Linked DNA regions of Mus musculus: all the other regions are linked to region 2. Evidence: chromatin contacts called from public promoter capture Hi-C data. All regions are on one chromosome and are shown on one strand. Each heading gives the region's core, a stretch centred on a gene start, on an enhancer-like site or on the middle of the called end of the contact. The rest is flanking DNA. Distances are from core to core; before and after follow the strand shown.

What was found. Promoter capture Hi-C pulls out the DNA fragments that hold promoters and counts their contacts. Capture Hi-C pulls out chosen DNA fragments and counts their contacts.
Region 1: a contact with region 2 is called in a promoter capture Hi-C map of adipose tissue. The contact joins the promoter of Tmem39a here to the promoter of Gpr156 in region 2. A contact is called at or near these places in 2 of 39 promoter capture datasets (cranial neural crest and hippocampal neurons) and 1 of 9 other capture datasets (adipose tissue).
Region 3: a contact with region 2 is called in a promoter capture Hi-C map of embryonic stem cells. The contact joins the enhancer-like site here to the promoter of Gpr156 in region 2. A contact is called at or near these places in 4 of 39 promoter capture datasets (the 3T3-L1 cell line, embryonic stem cells, hippocampal neurons and 1 more), 8 of 484 Hi-C or Micro-C datasets (differentiating embryonic stem cells, embryonic stem cells and reprogramming fibroblasts), 4 of 115 datasets of contacts at active chromatin or transcription factors (embryonic forebrain, embryonic stem cells and neural tube) and 1 of 9 other capture datasets (embryonic stem cells).
Region 4: a promoter capture Hi-C map of liver shows a contact between it and region 2, with 2.5 times the contacts expected there. The contact joins the promoter of Stxbp5l here to the promoter of Gpr156 in region 2. A contact is called at or near these places in 3 of 39 promoter capture datasets (HPC-7-derived erythroid cells, hippocampal neurons and liver), 1 of 115 datasets of contacts at active chromatin or transcription factors (embryonic forebrain) and 1 of 9 other capture datasets (embryonic stem cells).
Region 5: a promoter capture Hi-C map of pancreatic islet shows a contact between it and region 2. The contact joins the promoter of Polq here to the promoter of Gpr156 in region 2. A contact is called at or near these places in 2 of 39 promoter capture datasets (hippocampal neurons and liver) and 1 of 9 other capture datasets (pancreatic islet).
Region 6: a contact with region 2 is called in a promoter capture Hi-C map of hippocampal neurons, with 2.4 times the contacts expected there. The contact joins the promoter of Arhgap31 here to the promoter of Gpr156 in region 2. A contact is called at or near these places in 1 of 39 promoter capture datasets (hippocampal neurons) and 1 of 9 other capture datasets (embryonic stem cells).

What each region holds. Positions count from the first base shown.
Region 1 is chr16:38,561,073-38,564,418 of GRCm38.p6, forward strand. It overlaps Tmem39a (transmembrane protein 39a), which reads left to right and starts at 1,742. Exons shown (of 9, transcript NM_026407.3): 1 at 1,742-2,058; 2 at 3,043-3,229. The coding sequence starts at 3,117.
Region 2 is chr16:37,915,094-37,918,728 of GRCm38.p6, forward strand. Gpr156 (G protein-coupled receptor 156) reads left to right here and starts at 1,403. Exons shown (of 10, transcript NM_153394.2): 1 at 1,403-1,522.
Region 3 is chr16:38,470,515-38,473,887 of GRCm38.p6, forward strand. It overlaps Cd80 (CD80 antigen), which reads left to right. Exons shown (of 5, transcript NM_009855.2): 2 at 3,352-3,373. Among named protein-coding and RNA genes, the nearest start is that of Gm41453, 11 kb to the right of the region's middle. Within about 2 kb of position 1,422, at least 8 of the 459 cell types and tissues checked have an H3K27ac peak or open chromatin away from gene starts, as enhancers often do. A contact at or near this core is called in embryonic stem cells, where this site is marked.
Region 4 is chr16:37,382,643-37,386,457 of GRCm38.p6, forward strand. It overlaps Stxbp5l (syntaxin binding protein 5-like), which reads right to left and starts at 2,316. Exons shown (of 28, transcript NM_172440.3): 1 at 2,168-2,316; 2 at 870-1,063. The coding sequence starts at 1,055.
Region 5 is chr16:37,009,957-37,013,318 of GRCm38.p6, forward strand. It overlaps Polq (polymerase (DNA directed), theta), which reads left to right and starts at 1,830. Exons shown (of 30, transcript NM_029977.2): 1 at 1,830-2,103; 2 at 3,151-3,330. The coding sequence starts at 1,944.
Region 6 is chr16:38,711,353-38,714,990 of GRCm38.p6, forward strand. It overlaps Arhgap31 (Rho GTPase activating protein 31), which reads right to left and starts at 1,683. Exons shown (of 12, transcript NM_020260.2): 1 at 1,222-1,683. The coding sequence starts at 1,321.

The DNA of each region.
Region 1 (3,346 bases), core at 492-2,991, 650 kb after region 2:
AGGAGACTCCCCAGAAGCTCAAAGGCCACATAGCCTGTCATACGAAACAACCAATAACAAGGAGAACTGTCTCAGACTAGGTGGAAAGTACCCAAGGTTGTCCTATGACCTCCACACTCTTGGCCTGGCATTCACATGCCCCCCCACCCCACCCCCCACACATAAACAATATGCATATGTGAGGGAACACGTGGCATTTCTCTTTTCAAACTTGTTGCCTTACTTGATATAATATTTTCCAGTTCTATCATCATTTTTCTTTAAAGCTTAGTAAAAACCATCGTGGGTTTTTTAATGATCCACCCATCTGAAGATGCACATGTAGACTGACTCAATTTCCTTGCTGTTGTGAATGAAACGGTAGTAAACATGGATGTGCAACTATCTTTGGGTGCATATGGTCAGGACTGGTACAGCCAGGTCCTGTCATTGTGATTTTTGTTTGTTTTCATTTTCAAACACCTCCATCATGAAGGCCACAGTGGTTACACCTTTCTATACTGACACCAACTGTGAGTAAGGATCCTTCTCCTCTCCATCCTAGCCAACATTTTGATTTATTTATATCTATTTATCTTTTTTCTTGATGATAGCAAATCTGACTGAGGTGAGATGGCATCTCAATGTAGTTATAATTTGCATCCCCCTGGCCTCCACCGGCACACCAGGCTTATTCTTCTTTATTTTACCTTTTTCTACTTTAAAGATTTATTTATTTTATATATGTGAGTGCACTGTAGCTGTCTTCAGACACACCAGATGAGGGCATCAAGTCCCATTACAGATGGTTGTGAGCCACCATGTGATTTCTGGGAATTGAACTCAGGACCATTCAGTGCTCTTTAACTGCTGAGCCAACTCTCCAGCCCTATCAGGCTTGCTTCATTTTGATATCAAACTACTGACAGTTCTGGGCAACATTGGGCTGCCTATCTTTTTTTTGGGGGGGGGGGTAGGGTGAAGGCTAGGGATTGAACTCAGCATGGTAAAGTAAGCTGTACAATTGAGACTCCATATCTTTTTATTTACCACGTACTGTCCTCGGAAAACAGCTTACTCATCTTTGGAGCTTCAGACCCTTTACAGTATTGGCACTAGTGCCATCCCTGGACCTCAGATGTAGTTTTGTTTCGTTTTTTTTTTTTTTTTTGACACAAGGTTTCTCTGTGTAGCCCTGGCTGTCCTGGAACTCACTCTGTAGACCATGCTGGCCTCGAACTCAGAAATCCACCTGCCTCTGCCTCCCAAGTGCTGGGATTAAAGGCGTGCGCCACCACTGCTCTGCTCAGATATACTTCTAACTGTGAATTTATTGTTCTTAACAGCATTACTGAAGCTTGTTGCTGCGTTCTCTTATTTATTAGACTTAACTTTTCTAGAACTCATTCTTTATTTCTATTATCTACCTAGTTCATTATTTAATATTCAGTCCCTGCAAGGGGCAGGCGTCCGACGTGCTTGTCACAGTCGTTTGCATATGAAAGACGTGATCTTAGGTGGCATCTCCGAATTTCCCTTCTCTTCTCCAAGCATTTCTCTAGACACTAGCTGACTGGAGCCAGGGAAAATTTGGGGAAAAAAACAACCAAAAACCAAACTAACCAACAAACAGAAAAACTCCGCCGGGCACGTATGGGCCGGAAAGCCCGGGCGCCGGAGAGTCCCACTGCGCAGGTGCGCCGGGAGGAGGGCGAGCCAGCTCTGCTGGCCGCAAGCCTGTTTCCGGGGGCCAGCGCGACGCAGAGCTGACGTCATCGCTGTGCGCTGCCACGTCTCCTCAGCTCCCGGGCGATGGAGGCTGAGGATGATGAGTCTTGGTGATGGGGTCGGACTGTGCTTCTGACTTTAGCTCTGGCTCTGGCACGGACTCCCGGTCTGGGTCTGGTAACCTAGCGACCCGAGAGCTTTCTTCGACTGTCCAGTGGGATCCTGCCTGCGTCCCGGCAGCTGTTTTTGGAGCGCTTTAGAGGAGGGAGTGAGTTTGGGTGCCCGGGGTCGCGGCTGTGAAGCCGCCGCCTCCTCCCAGGGATCCCTCTCCGTGGCCAGCCTGTCCCATGCGTGAGTTTTACTTAACCTGCTTTGTCATCTCGCCGGCCCTGGCGTGCTTCGGCTCTTTCGGCCGCCGGCCTGAGACCACTAGGTGATTCCGTCTTGGAGGTTTAGTCCAGTCAAGTTTGTGGTTTCTCGCCTTCCACCTCGAACAATCTTACGCTGATGCGCCCCAGCCTTTTGCCCTCACCGTACTTTCTCTTTAATTGAGCAGGGATCAGCTTTCTTTGCCTTTAACAGTTTGGAGTCTTTGTCCCACCTGGCGTTTGTTAGCCTACAGTGGACTAGGGAACCTCGGATCCCTCTACAGTAGTAATGTTAAGCAAAAAAAAAAATTTTTTTTTTCAGAGTATTTTTAGTCGTATTTAGGAAATACGTGGTATATGTTGGCAGAACCATGTTTGCCGAAATTGAGGAAAACATAATGTCGTCGTCCGCCCACCTCCCCCCTGAAGATCTCTTTAGCCCTTTAATTTTGCACGTTCATTTAATTTCTTAGCGGTTTTACAGAAGCTTTTCTGAAACGGGCAACCATTTGAGTGAAATGAAGAAACAAACTCTGGTTAAATGACTTGGTCAAGGTCAGAAACCTGCGGCAAATCTTAGTCAGATTCCTTGATAACAACCTCATATTTTGGACAGAGATATTTCCTGTATTTCAAGTGATTTTAATGTGAAATTGCAAATTAGAATCGAGTAAGTTGTGGTGTTTCTTGTAGAATGCCACCTTGTAGATTGTAGTCTTGTTTTATTTAAGAAAAAGTCAGCAAGACAAGACACCAGCCGGGAGTTGCCTTAATGCTGAATACAGCTGAGCTCAGAATTTAAACCTCTGACCTTACCCCAGATCCAAGCAGTATATAGGGACAGGAACATTTATTTGAAAATTCAATCTGGATTTTATAAGATCTGCTCACTGAGTTTTAACATTTGCTTGTTATACTGACTTCTAGAAAAAGTTACAATCTTTCTTTCTTTTTTAATATTATTCAGATTTGAAATAAGTTGACAGTCATCAGCCTGGGTGGCAACTTCAGGTGGCACTGGAAATTACCTGGTTCCTGGACATGCCCAGTAGAAGGCGGGGTCCCAGTCGGCAGCAGCTAAGCCGGTCAGCTTTACCTTCCATACAGACGTTGGTCGGCGGCGGCTGTGGCAATGGGACGGGCTTGAGGAACAGGTAAAGAACATATAATTCTATGCTTAACACTTGGCATGATTTGTAATAGCCTGTTATCAGTGAGACTAATACAAAATAATTCTATTCAAATGTTTGCTTATCAAACTTATCACTGAA
Region 2 (3,635 bases), core at 153-2,652:
CACGTGGAGTGCAGAGCACTGATGGTAGTTGTCTCCCTCAATTATGCTCCACAGTGATTCTGAGACAGACACTCCCACTGCACCTAAAGCTTACCAATGTAAACTGGCCGTCCAGCAAACCCCAGAAATCTGCCTGTCCCCTTCGCTGCCTCCAGCCTTGAGATTACAGGCAGAGGCTTTTGTTGGGGAACCCCAGCAGGTCCTCACGCTTCCAGAGTGATTGCTCTACCACATGAGGCATTGTTCCAACATCCCTGTCCTGGGCTTTTAAACTGAGTAACCCCAAAAGTGGAGAATCAAAGGGGGCCTCCCCAATGACAGCATCTAACTGCACAGAACAGAAACTCACATTTTGCTCAGTGTCTCACATTCAGGACAAGATGTGAGAAACACGCATTGTCCTGAATAAAACGTTTGCTTCATTTCTTTCCCCATATTTTCCTCTCCAATGAAGTATTTTCCTGTGAAAAGAAGCCTTTGGGTGAAATAGTGAGGGAGGGGTTAAAAAATTTTAAAGCCAATCCTCCTTACCATGTGTGATCTGAACCCTGAAGTCCTACTCGGTTCCCCCTCCCCTCCTGTCCCTAAAATATGTGGTCAAAATGTGGTGTTTGAAATGCAAGCCTTTAATCCCAGCCCTCCAGCGGCAGAGGCAGTCGAACTCTGTGAGTTCGAGGCCAGCCTGGTCTCCAAAGTGAATTCCAGGCCAGCCAGGGCTGTTACACAGAGAAACCTTGTCACGGGAAAACACATGCACACACACACAGACACACAGACACACACACACGCATTCCTATTATAAGCAACATTCTTGTCTTTCTAAAATAAACACAAGCTCAATGTAAAGAATCAAAAAATGCCCAAATAAAAAATGAAGAATGAGGAAAAAGAAGAGATGAGAGGGAAAGGCGGGGAGTAAGAAAAAGAAGAGGGAAGGAGAAATGCAAAAGGCCAAGGGAAAGCTAATGGATAACCTCCCCCCGTATCAAAACAAAACAAAAACAAAGCAAAACAAAACAAACAAACAAACAAACAAACAAACAAACAAAAAACCAGAAACCGGGATCTGAGACTGAGGAACCAGGCACAGGACCTGCTCCGGAGGTCTGAGCATCCTCGGGCTACAGGGCTCCTCAGACCGGCGCTGCAAGCGGCTCTTTGAGCACAGCAGCAGGAAGTCGCCCAGAGAACCGCTCAAACAGGAGTGGACGTCTTTGGAGGAGTGGAGGATGCGGGAGTAAAGGGACTCCGGAGTAGAGAGGCCTGCAGCCGAGCGCAGGGTCCGGTCGCGGCGCGGGGTGGCGCCAGAGGAGGGACGGCGGTCAGACAGAGGAGGAGGCGACCCGCAGGGCACCGCGCACACCGCACAGCCGCCACTCCGGCTGTCTACGAGGCGATGGGCGCGGTCCGCGTCCCTCCCGCCACCTTCCAAACCCGAGAGCCCACCAGAGACCGGAAGAGCACGCGCGTCCCAATCCCGGCCGCGGGCTCGGCGCATCTCTGCGGACGGGGACCCCGCAAGGTGAGCACAGTGCGCCCTTGAAGACCCCAGATTTTGTAGGACCTCCCTATGGACACAGACACCTCCAGTAAGAAATGGAGAGGGCAGGAGTCCCTTCTCCTATTCAAAACCTGAGCAGGATATTCAGAAATGATTTAAGAAGTCCAAAAAGTAGGGAAGAGCGCGTGGCCACGCATCAGGGATGGCGTTGATAATTTGGGAGGAAAAAGGGGAGGGGAGAGTGAACCCAGTGTGACTTCTCTATTTTATTGAATAAGCAACAAAGTGCTCAAAAAGGAGATCTCAGAACTATTTCCCACACTCGGGTGATTTCCAAGCGTGACCCCAAATCTACCCTGCAGGTGCAAGCTCACCCCGAGGGCAGGGTGGTGAGCTGACGTTCCCCCACCCCCTCTCTGAAGTCTGAGAAGAAAGTTTTACTACACCGCCTATGTTCTGTGTGGAGGCTTTGTTCCTGGGCACTGGAGGAGTGACCCAGGCTCCTGAGCATCCTTGGATCTGACCAGCAGCAGTTTCCAAGCGTGTTGTAGAGGCTTCCACTTAGAAAGTTGGGCATCACGTGCTACTTCCTTAATGCTTTCTGTTACCTGTTAACATTTCGAGATTAAACTGTGTAGGGAAGACGGTGTAGCCACTCTACCCATTTGTTTATTTTCTGGATGCATGAGAACTAGGTACCTCTGATAAACCTGTTTTCCCAGTGTATTCCTTAAACAAGCTGTGGAGGGAGATGCTAAGAGTGTGAATACTTCATTGAAAAAGAAGAGTTTTCAGATGGGAGTTTAAAACCACCATATTTGTTGGTGTGTTAATTAAGCAGCAAGGCCGCCAAAGAGGGTGGGGGAGAAACACCTTTTCTCCACCAATAGCTGGATTCTCCCAGGAGTTGGAACACCAGCCAGGCTTCCAAGTTTGTAGTTTTAACTGCTGCAGAAGGAACAAATGGGTGTATCCAGATAAATGAGGAGGGAATCACTTGTCTGGGGGCTGTAGACACTTTGACTCTGGGATATAAAGTGCCTTGGCAGGCTGGCTTGAGTTGGGACTCTCTCAGAAAGAGAGGGGGCTCCCTGGTCCCATTTTGTCTGTGTGATTCCCCTGCAGGACCACCACTGTATCTGGCATATTCTTTCTGCTTCTCTATCATTGCCCCCAGCTTTAGCTTCTCTCTGTTCCCTAGAGTTGGTCTGGTCAGAGGCAAAGCCTTTATGGAAACTTGGGAATAGAGAAGCCCAGTCTTGGGAAAACAGGAATGTCCTTCAGCAGAGACCAGGAGGGCAAATAGCTAAAAGCAACTTCTGTCCTAGAGAGTGGAAGAATGAGCAAAGGAATGAAGTTAACTAAAAAGAAGCGGCCTCAGACACACCATTTTGTTTTGATTTGTTTTGGTTTCTCAGGACCGGGTTTCTTTGTACAGCCTTGGCTATCCTGGAATTTGATCTGTAGATCAGGTAGCCTTGAACTCACAGAGATCCAGGTACCTCTACTTTCCAGGTGCTGGAATTAAAGGTGTGTGCTACTATGCTAGGCCTAAGGACTACACTGTTTCACGATGAGGGCTCCTCTATTACATTTTCTTGCTATTTGTCCATAAGGGCATTTGAAAGTTTTATTGGAAGAAATAGAGGCCCCTAAGAAGTGCCCTCTCTCCTCAGATTCACCGTTAAAAAAATACCCTTGTGCGTGCATGCATGTTTGTGTGTGATAGAGAGTGTATGTAGTGTGTGTGTGTGCATGCATGTACATGTGTGTATGTGTGTGAGTATTTGTGAGTATGTGTGTATGTGTGAGAGTGTGTGTTTCCATATGTCTATGTGTGTGCGCGCACATGTATGTATGTGTTTGTGTGTGAATGTGTGTGTATATATATGAGAGTGTGTGTGTATGTGTGTGTACAGGCACATGCAGACAGATGCCTCAGGTTGGGTTCTTGCTTCCATTTTGTTTGAGGCAGGATCTCTTATTTGTTAGCTGTGTGCACCAGGCTAGTGGGCCCGAATCTAAGGATTCTCCTGTCTCTGCCTCTCACCTCCTGTTAAAACAGAACTGAACACACAGCACATGGCTTTCTATATGGTCTGGGGATCCAAACACTCACAGCAAGTGTTTACCT
Region 3 (3,373 bases), core at 172-2,671, 560 kb after region 2:
TGCCCCTCGGACTCCACAGGCCTCAACTTTGTCCTCCACGTTCCTTCGGGGCTCTGCAGATTCTTTAACTTGCCCTGGCCCTTTCATTGGGGTCTCTGAAAAGCCATCTGCCTTCTCATGGGACTGGAGGACCATCCCACTTCTGGGGTGTCCTGTCTCTGACTCGTGGTCCACAGGCATTTGGATGGGTAGGTAAAACAAGTCGCTGCTTCTCTATACATTTAGAACGCTCACCATTTGTTATCATTTGAAGGCGAGGGAGAGAAGAAGATTCGGGACTACTCTCTGTAGTGCCATCCACATTCAAGGATGCTTAACCAGGTGGTAAAAAGTTGGCAGTTTATTTGCCAATGTAGTAATAGGTATTCAAGGTATATGGTTGCTCCTAAAATATTGGACTCACCTTAGGCTGCCTAATCAGAAGAGTTAGATGAAGCGGGGCATGTCTCAGCTCTCCTAATGTCATTCTCTAATCTAGTGCTTGCTTTAGTGGCCTTTGTTCTTCGCAAATCAAACCATGTGGTAGGAAGGTGAGAGCATCCAAAGCCATGTTAGTAGCAGGTATGTTGGCTCACACCTTTCCCATGACTTAGGAGGCTGAGGCAGGAGGATCAAGATGATCAGCTTGAGCTACCTATAGAGACCCTGTCTCAAACCAAAACAACAACAACAAAAAAATGTAGCTCTGTGCAACTCTCTCTCTCTCTCTCTCTCTCTCTCTCTCTGTGTGTGTGTGTGTGTGTGTGTGTGTGTGTGTGTGTGTGTGTGTAACATGGGGAAAGAGCTGTAGAAGAAATGAAGAGGAAAGTCCCATTGGGTAGATCTTTAAAAAAAAATACAGAGTTGTGTTATGTGGAGAGTATAGGGCTAAGGAGACTGGAGTGAGGCAAAAGCATCCTTGTTGCAGCATCAAAGCTGAACAAGATGTCCGAATGCCATGCTTACCTCTGTTGGATATGTTAGGCATTCCTGGGTGTTGCTCTTCTCCCTATGTCTACAATCCTACAAGTATTGATTCTGGGTTGCAAATAAATTTTGGAGCTGTGCATGATGGTACATTTCTGTAATCCTAGTATTTAAGGGGTCAAGGCCAAAGAATTGCTATCAGTTTGAGGCCAACCAGAGCTACATAGCAAGATCCTGCCATTCCCCAAATAAACTGTAAACAATTTTGGAGAATAGGAAAATTAACAAATGTGGACTCCAAGAATAAGGACGTCCTGTTGTATGTCTTATTTAATATGGCCCTCTTTTAAATTTATATTTTCTCTTCTCTGCCTCCTTTGTTCCTTCATGATGGAGAGTCACAGGGCATGGGGTCATAGCCCCATCTGCTGCAAGCTGCCTAAACATCTGAGTCCCAGCTAAGACCTCTGTAAAGCAGGGTGACCTCTACCTCACAGCTGGGGGTGGGGGGGAGTAGATCAACTCGCAATTGTTCCCATTCAAAGAATGACACAGAGGAACCAGAAAGGAAGGGCGTGGTAGGCCCTTGGCTGTGGTGCGTGTTCTGTAAGCAAATGATGCACAGTCTCTGGAGTTCTGGTCAAGGCTATCTTATCTTCCGGGCTTCAATATGTTCGATAGAGCACATAAGAAGCACTAGGACTCCAGGCGTGATGGTGTTTGCTTATAACCCCAGGACTCGGGAGGTGTGGACAGGAAGTCACCGTCGGCTACATAGGGAGTTCAAGGCTATCCTGAGATAGGACCAAAACCTACCTGAGTTGAGAGAAGGTTCATATTAATGCTAAATCCTGCTTGTCATTGGAAAACCCTCAGAAAATGCAGGGGTCTGGACTGTATTATAATGCTTAGTTCATGAGTCTGATTTCAGTGGTCTTGATTATTGCAGAATCAAGTTGGTTTTGGTTTTTGTTTTGTTTTGTTTTGTTTTGTTTTGTTTCGTTTGATTGTATTTAGCTTTCTTTTTTGTTTTTTTCAAGACAGGGTTTCTCTGGGTAGCTCTGGCTGAAACTCACTCTGTAGACCAGGCTGGCCTGCCTCTGCTGCCTCCGAAGTGCTGGGATTAAAGGCGTGTGCCACCACTGCCCGGCTGTATTTAGCTTTCTAATCAGTGGCTTCCAGATCCTTCTCAAAAGCACTGGAAGTACAGCCTCTATGGAAAATAACAGATGTTTTCAAAAGATGAAAATAGAAATATTATATGACACAGGAATTCTACTTTGTGAAAATGTCCACATGAAGGGTTATCAGGGTTATGATGAGCCATCTGCAGACCCATGTTCACAGCAATATCATCCACTATCCCAACTACCCAAGATTAGACAAGCGAGGGAAGCAGCCCAGATGTCCATCAGCAGATGAGAAGATAAATCGTATGTGTATGTATAATTATACAACATGCAAATTGGAAAAATATATATGTTTATTTATATATATACATATAAATATATGTGTATGTACACATACACATAGATGGATAGATTAGATGATAGACAAAGAGACAGATTATTTGTGACTGTTATGTCACATGGCAAGGAACTCGTCATATAACACGAGATGAACAAACCTTAAAGACGTAATATTAAGTAAACAGGCCAACCACAAGAAGGCCAGTAGATTTGAAGTAGTCAGCCTCACCGAGGCAAACAGCAGAGTGGCAGCTTCAGGGGTGAGGGAAGTGGAGAGCGAGTCGGTTGTTTAATGGGTGCGGAGATTTGTGACACATACCAACATCTCCAGAAGTCTGTTTCACAACAATGTGGAGATGTTTCTCCCCTGTAAACTTAAAGATGGTCGACAGCGTAAACTTGATGCACTTCTTTCTGTGTTGGCCATCAAACTCGGGGCCTTGCATATGATGTGCATGTGTCCTACCATTGAGCTACATCCTCAGCCTTTGGTATTTTGAGACAGAGCCTCCCAGTGTAGGACAAGCCAGCCTCAAACTTGCTATTCTCCTAGCTCTGAAGTGCCAGGATTATAAGTATCCAACATATATGTGGTTCTTTTTATTGTTTTACTTATTCACCTTACATCCACTCACTGCCCACCTCTTGGTCACACCCTTCCTCAATCTTTCCCCACCTTCCCCTCCCCTTCTCCTCTGAGCAGGTGGGGGCCCCTCTGGGTATATTACCCATCCTGGCAGAGAATCTTGTGAGTTCGAGGTCAGCTTGGTCTACACAGCAAGTTCCAGGACAATCAGAGCTACATAGAGAGAGAGACACTATCTCTAAAAATGTCCCTAAAACAAAGAACAACAAAAAATAATGTGTTGGGGAAAAAAAAATTCTAGCTTCATGCACCGTGGTTAGTCACTTTATAGTGCATAAGAGTTTGGTTGTTCATTAAAGATAAACATTTTTCTTACTTGCCTCTTTTTAGATGTTGATGAACAACTGTCCAA
Region 4 (3,815 bases), core at 1,066-3,565, 530 kb before region 2:
TATTTATATTATGTATTCAATCACATTTATAAAACTATATTCATTTATATCATACAAATGACTTAAAGGTGGTTTTTTTTCTCATATAAGTCATATCAAAATTACACTGAAAGGTAACACCCAAAAAGAGCAATGAAGAAAATATACCATCTCATAAAGTAATACTATAATATCTTTATATAGCAATGTTACATTTTTTTTTTTTTACTATTTCTCATCTTCTTTCCCTGTCCAAAATTCTGCTTGTTCATTGGAAGCTCAAAATCAAAGTATAATGGCCTAAATGTTTTCCTCTGAATCAGAACACGTTGCTTTGCTTTTCTGGGAATTCTGAGTTCTCACAAGAATTGAGCCCATAGGATTTGTATGCTTATCAAGGGTCTAAGATCCCTTTTTTTCTAATATCTAGAATTTTAGAACACTGTCACTGGGCACATTAATCTATTATCTACTTAATTCTAGCAACATGTTGAGAGCCTTATTCATTTTACAACTAGACAGAGAAAAGGAATAACAGTTTCTCAGAATGAAAACCCAGGAAGCCAAATGGCTGTCATTTCTCCTTCAGTTTAGTACGTATACACAAACGTATTTTGTCCACTTATTTGGCTTTAACACCTTGGAAATACTACTTTTTGTGTGTCTTTTCCTTCTCTTTAAAATACCATTGTTGCTTATAAACCGATGCCAAAGTTAATATCTAAAGTGTTTTTATTCATTCAAATCAACTTAGTACTAGGCTCTTTGATACTGACGTCTCAACAATTTCCAGCCCTGCAAATGTATGTGTGTGTGTGTGTGTGTCTCCTTGTTTCTTCACAACAGTAAAGTAGAAATATAACAGGCCCTAAAGCCAATTCAAAACTTACCTTGCAAATCTGGAAATAGTCTGAAGTCAGGCTTTCCTGAATTTCCTCTCTCGGAAGCCCTGCAGTCCCTCCTGGATGGACAGAGCCACTTCCAGCCCCACCACTGTTACTGCCACTGCTGCTACCACTGCCAGGGGAAGAGGCAGTTAAGCCATCCAAAACTTTTCGGAAATTAAACTTCTTCATTTTAAACACTGTCGAAAAATTAAAAGGAAAAGAGAAGTGGTCACAAACATGGAATTTTACGGGGCAAAAGCCTCTATCTTTTCATTAGTCAAGGCAGGAGTAGCTAGTCCCCATTTTATGAGCATTGGATGTAATCGACGGGGAAGAGGGGTTCGGGCTTCATGTCCTCAAATTTTAACTTTAAAAGGGATATCTTTATAAGATAAAGAGAACACAACTCCAAGAGCAACAGTATTCCTTCCTTCGCACATTCAGATTTTCAAGGGCTTTATCCCCAGCTGTAGCTATGCTTTATCAGCACTGGGGTAAAAATAAAAGGCCGTGTCATCATCGTCATTAGCATTATATCATCATTATTATACAATCAAACCAGAGCCCAACAGACCAAGACCCTATGGACTGTTCTGAAAGGGGGGCTTTCCTTCTTCAGGGTCAACTCATAAATTTTTATTATCGGAAAAAACGATGTTGTAGGGGAACCAGTATTTACTCTTCCACCATGTTTGGGGCTCCCCCCCACACAATCCCATCATCTTCAAAGCTTCCTTTTTCTCAATAGAAACTAGGGGACAGGAAAAAAAATGGCTTTTTTCCATCCCATATACCCAAAAACCTAGACCCCAAAACATCTGCGGTGACTCACGGCCACAGCCGACGGGAGGGGCGAGCGGGGACCGCCTGCCTCCACCTGTCCCCAGCTCCTCTCTTCTGCCCCTCTCCCGCCTCTGGTCTCCCGTGTCCCCTCCCCGCCCGGCTCCCCCTCTGCACAGCAGCGGCTCTCCGGGGGATGTGAGGCGGTGACGCCTGCGGCCCGAGTCCCGCCTCAGCCTGCGGGGCGCGCAGAGCTGGCTCTCTCGCTCCCTCCCAGCCAAGCAGGGCGCTGAGGCTACCACCGCGGGCTACGAGCCCTGGAGCCCTCACAGACAGCCGGGAAGCCACACGCACCTCAGACAGCTGCGCGGGCGCGCTCTCCCTCTTGCACAGGCACACACACACACACACACACACACACACACACACACACACACACACACACACAGGCGTGCGCACAGGTGTGAGGGCAAGCCGCGATGGGACAGCACGGGTGTCCCTGGGGACCCCAGACTTAGCACCTTCCTCAGACGCCACTAGCCGCCGGCCAGCCCGTGAGGCGGAGGGCGCGGAGGCTGCAGGCTCACAGGCGGGCGAAGGTCCAGCCCGGATCCGGCCGCTTCTCGGGTCCCTCTGGTCCTGGTGCCTGGCGCTCTCCGAGGTCCTAACCGAGCGGGCGGGTCTGTCTCAGGCTCCGCCCCCGCCGTGGGAGGTAGGCCCCGCCCCAGTCGGCCCGCACCCTCCTCCCTCCCAGACTCTCGCGCCGGGGGCGGGGCACTCTGGGCACCAGGGGGGCGGGACATCCTCTCGCCAATCACAAGCTCCACTGACCTAAGTCTTAGGGATTCCAGGCAGGAAAGAAGTTTGGGGATAGGTCAGAGAAAAAGCCAGTGACAGGAGGAGGGGATCATTTAGGAAAGTAGGTGATGTATTTGATTGACAGCCATACTAGCCAGTATGCCTTGGCGCCGTGCTTTGGGGGCTGTAATTGGTGCTACCTGTTGAAGGACGCAAGTGTGAATCAATAGAATGCTTGCAAGCTTGAGAACTTGCGCTCCGGGAGTCCCAGGCTGCAGAAAGGGTTACCTTAGGTCGTGCTCTGGACTGTATTGTGGACCCGGCTTTTGGACCGGGCTTATTTTGCAGCCTTCCCCCACCCCCCAGCACCCCTTGAATCTATTTCTGCTCACCAGGGCCAGGTGCATCTAATAGACGATCTCGCTGCCCTGCTATATGCGTTGAACGTAGATTTGTAAATAATCCCTACAAACTGTTAGTTCTCTCCATTAAGTCATCTGTACCAAAATGAATTGGTTTTCGGTGGAAATGTTGGCTTCCAAATCTTAAGGAAATGATTTGCCTACTTTATACAGCCTATGGAAATAGACCAGCGTTCCCCTTCTCCACATAGACAAATTAAATTTTTGAGGAAACATTTCTCTCAAATCATGACAAGATGCATCTTAAGCTTTTTTCTCATTTGAATCATTTTGGAAAATACTCTATTCCATACAGGAAAAAGAAACATCGCACCATTGTGAAGAAGGTGATGTAGTTCTGAGCCCTGACTGGCTTTTGGTAAAAGGCTCAAGGTCCATAACTAACTGTACACTTTAATCTAAGCAACAGGGATCATTAGAAATCGTCCCAAATATTTACTGTCCTACATCTTAGGTATGAAACACCACTTCCAGACCCATCCCTTTCTCTGTCAGAGATGAGAGGGGAGAAAGGGAAGACTTGAATGCCTTATGAATTACTCAGGCAAATAGCAAAGAAACCATGGCGATCAAATCGCGCTCAGATTTTCGGAAACTCAGCTCGGTATTCACATTCTCATTTTGAATGTTCTACTCCTTAACACTTGCAGCACTTCTTTTTGTAACCCTCTCACACTTTCACGGTCAAACCCAGATAGTGATTTTCTTAATAACCATTAAGGAGTAGAACTTTGTGCTTCTAGTTAATTTAGTACCTGGCACAGTATTTCTCTTAGAAAGAGCATTCAAAGGGCTTTAGACAATGGATTAGTTACTGGCTATAAGATAAAGATTTATGAGATGATATCTAACTTATCATGCTTGGGAGGAGTGAAAAATAAGTATGGAAACAAATTTCATATGTGTTATAAACTGGATCTTGAAGTGCTTCTAAATCCTATATCAGATA
Region 5 (3,362 bases), core at 580-3,079, 900 kb before region 2:
CTTTCAATGCTTCCCCAGTGGACTTTCTTATCTCCTCATGGTTCACATAATAAAGTAAGTTAGTATTCGATGGGCTAATCGTAAGAGACTTCTCTGGCTTATTCTTTCTTCATTACAGTCTTGAATTATTATTAGGGCTTGTTAAAATATGTAATGTAATTTTCTCTGAACAGAACTTATGTGGCAGCCCTGGTCTCAGCATTCTGTATACTCATCCACAGATAATAGACTCCTACTCTTCTCATATGATGTGGGAATACTGAGGGGTTATGCAAGATGCCCAAGATAGCACAGTCAATACATTCTAAACCCAGACCCAGACTGTGTAGGTCTACAGCTGGACTTTTAGTTTCCACTGAGACTATAAGTCAGGATTCCTTTGATAGTCCTCTGTTCCTAGGAATTTCTCCCTGAGCAGTAGTCACAATTTAAATTAATAATTAATTTAGTCAATGTTTGTACCAGTATCTTTCAGAGCAGGAAGCGTTCCACCCTGCATCACTGACACTGAGACTAGTGTACTGTTGATGCCCAATAATTTCCTAGTGAATAAATGCATAAAGGAAGGAAGCGTTTCTTTCATGGAGTAATGCCTCCCTCTGGTGGGATTTTAGAATATTGTTTAACCACTTCCTAAATTCACTCCCCACATCCTTCCCCCAAACCAATGGCCATAATTTCTTCAGGATAGGCTTGTCACCCACTTGTTGGCTTGGTGAGATGAACTGTGGAACTAGGCAAGTACCAGGCACCGATTTACGTCCAGAAGTTGGTCAAAGCACATCTATAACTAACTTCCTTGTTCAGAATGACCCCTCATGTGCTTTCAGAGCCTCCTCTTTCAACACCAAAGGGATCTATCCAGAATCTCCAGTTCTGATCATACAATCCTCAGGATATAACCGCAGAAATAATCCCTTCCCTATCAACTGCCAACACAGAAGTGCAGTTCTCAACTCAGAGGGAATAAGAAAATTTATTCTGGAACAAATATGAGTTACTATGGCCCCAGGGACAAATTTAAATTGTTCTATATACTGTTTTGTGGTAGCAGTTTTACAGAGTTTTTATATTTCCGAGCAAAGAGAGCTATAACTGAAGACGTTTAAAGATACATTGATGTTAATGGAAACTTCAGGTAGGTTAGATCCAGCAAATCAAGAGAAACTTCTGCTGTAAGGCTCAGATGCATATAACATGCTTAGCTTTTGGGTTGGTGGAAGCTACATTCCCAAATTCGTACATTCCCAAACGACTTACTTAATAGTCACAAGAACATGACAGAGTTGTGTGACCAAACAAGTGGCTATTTAAGGGGCCGAGATAACCCAAAATAATTGACACTGAACCAGTCTACAGCCTGGAATGTTTAACCCGGGCGTGTCCTCTACTCCACCCCCATCTGTTATTTTAATTCACGTATTTGACAAGAGGAAAACCGCACAAATTACGCTCTACCAAAAAACCCTACTTTTTTTTTTTTTTTTACACAATCTGAAGAAACAAAAAAGAAACAAACACAATACAATAGTAAAGAAGAGATACTTTCCTAATCTATTCACATAAGGGCAACTCATTAGCTTCCGATTCAAACCAGAAATAAGTAAAAACAGGAGGAATGTTTTTAGAACAATCTACGAATGCAGTCAGATGCTCCGTTCCTTTTAATGTCTCCAGCACTCTATCCCCTTTTCTATCCCCAGCCGCCAGCGGAGGCCGGAAGCCAGATATCAGCGCGGGCTGTTCCGTCCCTCACCACTCTATGGTAGTCGGGTTATTCTAGCCAGGAGAACTCTGTGGTTCCGGGGCGTGCTGGGAGGCCTGCATTTGAAGATGGAGGCGGGAAGATGGAGGCGGTAGCTGTCACTAGGTTGGGGTTCTCCCGCGCGGGAGGCCTATGGGACTGTGTCGTGTCCTGAACAGTCGAGAGGAGCTTGTTTGCAATGAGTCTTCCGCGCCGGAGTAGGAAACGGCGGCGTTCATCGTCCGGCTCCGACACGTTCTCGGGAGATGGTGATAGCTTTGTTAGCCCTCAGCTCCGGTGTGGACCGGTGCTGAGTCCACCTCCGGGGCTGGGACGCGGCCGGAGGCTCACAGGGACAGGTACTCGACCCGCGGGGCCGACGCGGCCGAGGGCAGCAGGGGTTGAGATGGGCTGCGAGAGTATCAGGGCCATGCACTCCCGCACCGGAGCTGGATAGCTGGAGGCAGGGCTGCTATCCAGTACCCGGCCTGGGACTCAACCCTGGGGATGGCTTCCCTCTTGGCCAGCATGCACAGCTGATGGTGTTTTAGTCCACCACTGCCCCAGTAGATATGGGCGTTCTTTGGTTTTTGGGTCTTTACACCTTCCCAGAAACAACTTCCAAGTTGGCCAGATCCTGTCACCATGTCGAGGGTTTGCTTAGGATAAATGTCCAGTGGTACAACTTCATATATATAAGTACCAAATTTCTGGGTGTGGTGTAGGATGCAGGCTCTTTGGACTGCAAAGAGCAAAGCTGGAAGGCACATGTTGTCTTAGAACCTTAACCCAGTTCTTGTTTGCTTTTTTGAGATAAGGGCTTGCTCTAGGTCAGGCTGGGTGCTGTCTCGATCTCGGACCAAGGGTGTTTATCCGTAAATGTTGGGATTATAGGCCTACACCAGTGCATTTCATAATTCTTTGCCCTTGGTTATGCAGATACCTCAGTACTAAATCGTAAAGAGAAACTCATCTAACAGCTTTGTAATGCTTAATCACCCTTCTACCTCCACATCTGTACAAACTTTTTATTCAGTGTGTATAGCACACTTTTTGGTTTTTTCGAGACAGGGTTTCTCAGTATAGCCTGGCTGTCCTGGAACTCAACTTTGTAGACCAGGCTGGCCTTGAACTCAGAAATCCATCTGCCTCTGCCTCCCAAGTGCTAGGATTAAAGGCTTGTGCCACCACCGCCCAGCTATAGCACACTTTTGTTTGTGGCTCTTAAGAGTTTTCAAATTTTCATCTAGTAAATAAAAAATTGCTAGCATTTTTCTGTATAGGATCAGTTTCTTAATAGGTCTCTAGAAGTGAAGATGTGTTTTAAGTTTGGTAGGAATTCAAACAGGTTTAACTACTAAACTTGTATGTTGGAGGTAATTAAATTGTTTTTGTTTTTCTGAAAGGAACAAACAAGCGAAGAGTTTCTGATGACCAGATAGACCAGCTGCTGTTGGCAAATTGGGGACTTCCTAAAGCAGTTCTGGAGAAATACCATAGTTTTGGTGTAAGAAAGATGTTCGAATGGCAGGCAGAATGCCTTTTGCTTGGTCACGTCTTGGAAGGAAAGAATCTAGTTTATTCAGGTATTCAAATTTATGTAAACTCCTTTCACTAA
Region 6 (3,638 bases), core at 433-2,932, 800 kb after region 2:
GAAATACTAAGCCATTTGTCCTAATGACACAGCAGACTCTGGACTCCCGAATACCACAGGAATATCACACCACTGCAAATTGCTAGGGGTGCTGAGTCTTCAAAAAGGGGAAATGAAACAAAGGCCCTGCACTGTTTCTGGGATGCACACTTGATATGGACAAACCCAGTTGTTTCAGGGAGAGTTTTCCTGAGGCAGAATTATTCTGAGCAGTTACATGGCCCTAAGTGTTCTTTTGTTGTATTTATCTATGTATAATGATAGATATGAGATATGTGTAGTGGGCTCTTTTCTCTTTCTCTGAAGTTTCCAAAGAAGCCTTTTTTTTTAAAGTCCAGAACCAGTCAACTTTACAAAAGGAGTCATTTCATGCCCCATTCCCCCACCTTTGCTATATTAAAAACTTTTACCCTCCAAGACGGTGTTATCCCAGTATAGTTTGTTTTCATTTTTCCCCACCCACCAAATGTTTAAACTGTTTCCACTGGCTCCTCTTTTTCTTTTTCCAAGCTGACTTAAAAAAAAAAAAACCAGAGACGCTCTTCTATATCCTAAACTCTTTTAAAGCTGAGGCCCTCTGACCTTCTTACGACACACTGCTCGCAGGACACACCAAAGGCCCCTCTGAAAAGGCAGGAGGAGGTAAAGGGTGGTGGTGGTGAGGTGGGGGGGGGGTCGGGGGAGGTACTGTATATTTGGCATCAACTCAGAAATACAGAAAATGTTTGTGCAAGCACTCCCCCAGCCAGGATTCCCCGCCCCACCCCCAGCACACTGCCTCCTACCACATTAATAAAAAAGGATGTGAGCCGGTGAAACCTTCCAGTACAGGAGGCACATTTAAGATGATCACAATGATACATCCAGAGAGATTCACCACACGTCAGTCACCCCCTCATCTTTCCCTTTCAATACCCAAAGTTTAAGACCCGAGCCTCCCTCCCGGGGCTTCAGCCTCAGAAATGGCCAGTAAACGCCACAGCTACACCACTGCTCATCCACCGCTCCTGTGACACGTCGGATGGACAGACCCAGCTCCTGCACTGTGGGGTGGAGGCGATGTGGTTAAGAACTGTCTTTTTTTTTTTTTTTTTTTTTTCCTATTAAAGTACAGTGAGCGCACGAGCCTGGAACACATTAACTTGTGAACTGCATCCAGCACACCCCAAGAGAAATCCATCGCTCTTAAACAAAAAAAAAAAAGGGGGGGGGGTACATTACCATCCTGTCCCGAACTTTCCAGATACTCCGTCAGGTCACATCCAAACGCACTGGCGGCTCCCTTTCGTTTCAGCTTCTGCTTGGCACCCTTGTTCTTCATGAGTTAGCCCCACAGAGGCTGCCCCTCCGTCTGCGCTCTCTGCTCCGCACCGCTGATGAGGGTTTCGGGGTCGGGTCACCAGGGCAGAGCGGCGCCGCGGGTCCGCATGGGCGCGCAGATTGGGCCGTGCACCGCCCCGGGCGGGTGTCACCTCCCTACTCGGGCTCCGGCGGCGTCTCCCCGCGCTTCTCGGCTGAGCCTTGCGAGGAGCCGGGGCCGGGGCGCGGCGGTTAGGGGACCGCCCCGGGGCTGAGTGTGCTCCGCCCTAGGCCCGCGCTCTGCCTTCAGAGCGCTGGAGGACCGCGAACAGCCAGCATCACGTCCCCTTGCCCGCCCTTGCGCCGTCCCTTTTTTCCTGTCTTACAAATCCCAGGATCGTCCAGCTCAGGAAGCGCTGGAAGGAAGTCAGCTCCGGAGGGGGGCGGAGGTTGGAAATTTTTGGCAGCTGTGTGTGTGTGTGTGTGTGTGTGTGTGTGTTTGTGAGTGCAGTCGAAGGAAGTAAGTGGGTGGGTTGAGCTGCGCGGGCTGGGGGAGAGATCGCGCTCTCCCGAAGTGGCTCTGCTAGTCCAGAGTATCGCCCAGGGCCGTCCCGGAGGAAATCGGCCTCGCGAGGAGCCGCGGCCGCCCGCCCGCTTCCTGCCGCCAGTCAGGCTCTTTGCACAGCGCAGGAGGCGGCGCCGGACTCTGCAGGGAGGGCTCGGGATGGGTGCTCATGGAATTGCTCTCCTTGTCATCCCAGTCCTGACACTTTCTATTTCAGTGCCTGCCTTTCTCCTCCGTCGACACTTAAGTGTAGTGACAGTAACAAAGACTGGGATTCCAGAAACCTGACCGGCAAAGCCTTTACGTTGGCCACTCCCATCTCTCTTTGCCTGGGTCTGCGGTCCCTGAAGCCCAGACGTCTCCTCTCCCACGCTGAGGTTAGGATACCCTCGGGCGAGAGAGAGGTGCAGCTTTGTAACCACTGCCCAGGAAGAAGTTATATTTCTAGTTACAAACTCAAGTTCAGGCACACACACACACACACACACACACACACACACACACACACGCACACACACATCCCGATCTTACTAACTGCAAGAGATTTGAGTAAAGAAACCAAGATTTAAGGGGCGCTGACATTTTGCCAGTCTCCCAGGTTGTTTTAAAACTTGAGGCGTATGTTTTCACCCCGGCATGTTTTTCCTGCTTTAGTTGGAATTCCTTGACTCGTGTGTACTCAGCACACAGTGAACACTTAAAGTCTTGTGCCTTGACAACTCAAAGATTAGATTAAACTTCCTGCATCCATTCAAATCCATATATAGGCTTGAAGGGTAGGTACATTCATATAGCTGGCAAAAGTATTATGTGTTGCATTTTAGTTACTGATTCCTCTTAAAAGCCATCATGGCAGTTTATGAACTTTGAACTCTGACCTTCTCTCTATGTCCAGACATAACCTGATAGCCAGCCTACCAAATTTGGCCTACAGATGTGTTTTGTTTGGAACATATTGTTTAAAAAAAAATTTAGCCAACACTAAAGAATTAAGATGTTTCTCCGTAAGAAAGCTGGATTTCTGTCGTCTCCTGTGGGAAGGAAGCTCTGCTTATACCACAAGTGCGTTCTCGTAAAACAAGGAGTGCCATACGTTAAGACACGGCGGCTGGCTTTCAAGACAAGCCTTCTAGTTTGGAGGCACCTCTGCCTGTCTGTTATTCGTCGCGTTCTCACGACCGGCCAGGAAGAACACAACAACCAGAATCTTCTACGGCAAAGCTTTATTGCTTACATCTTTTTGGGGCCAGAGTGTAAGAAGCAAGAGAGAGAGAAAAACGAAACCCCTTCTATTTAAAAGAGAACAACAATTGCCTAGGACGCATCACTCCCTGATTGGCTGCAGCCCATGGCCGAGCTGACGTTCACGGGAAAAACAGAGTACAAGTAGTCGTAAATACCCTTGGCTCATGCGCAGATTATTTGTTTACCAACTTAGAACACAGGATGTCAGCGCCATCTTGTGACGGCGAATGTGGGGGCGGCTTCCCACAGTTCCCCCTTTTTCTTTTAATAAGAGCAAATAGGCCACCCATATTAATGAGAGTGGAGATAGAGGTCAAATCCCCAGTGTGTAGGTAAAGGAGCCATGTACAGGATTAGCTCTTAGGCTTACAGGCTTTTACCCAGAGCAACCCTGACCTGCTCCCGTGTCGTTTTGCCTGGGGGAAGGGAACTAGGACACTGAACCTTCATGAAAGATGACATGTCTCCCTAGAATAGGCTCATATATGCCGCAGAGCCTTTCCATTGCAGTGCTTAGCCTTGCAACTCT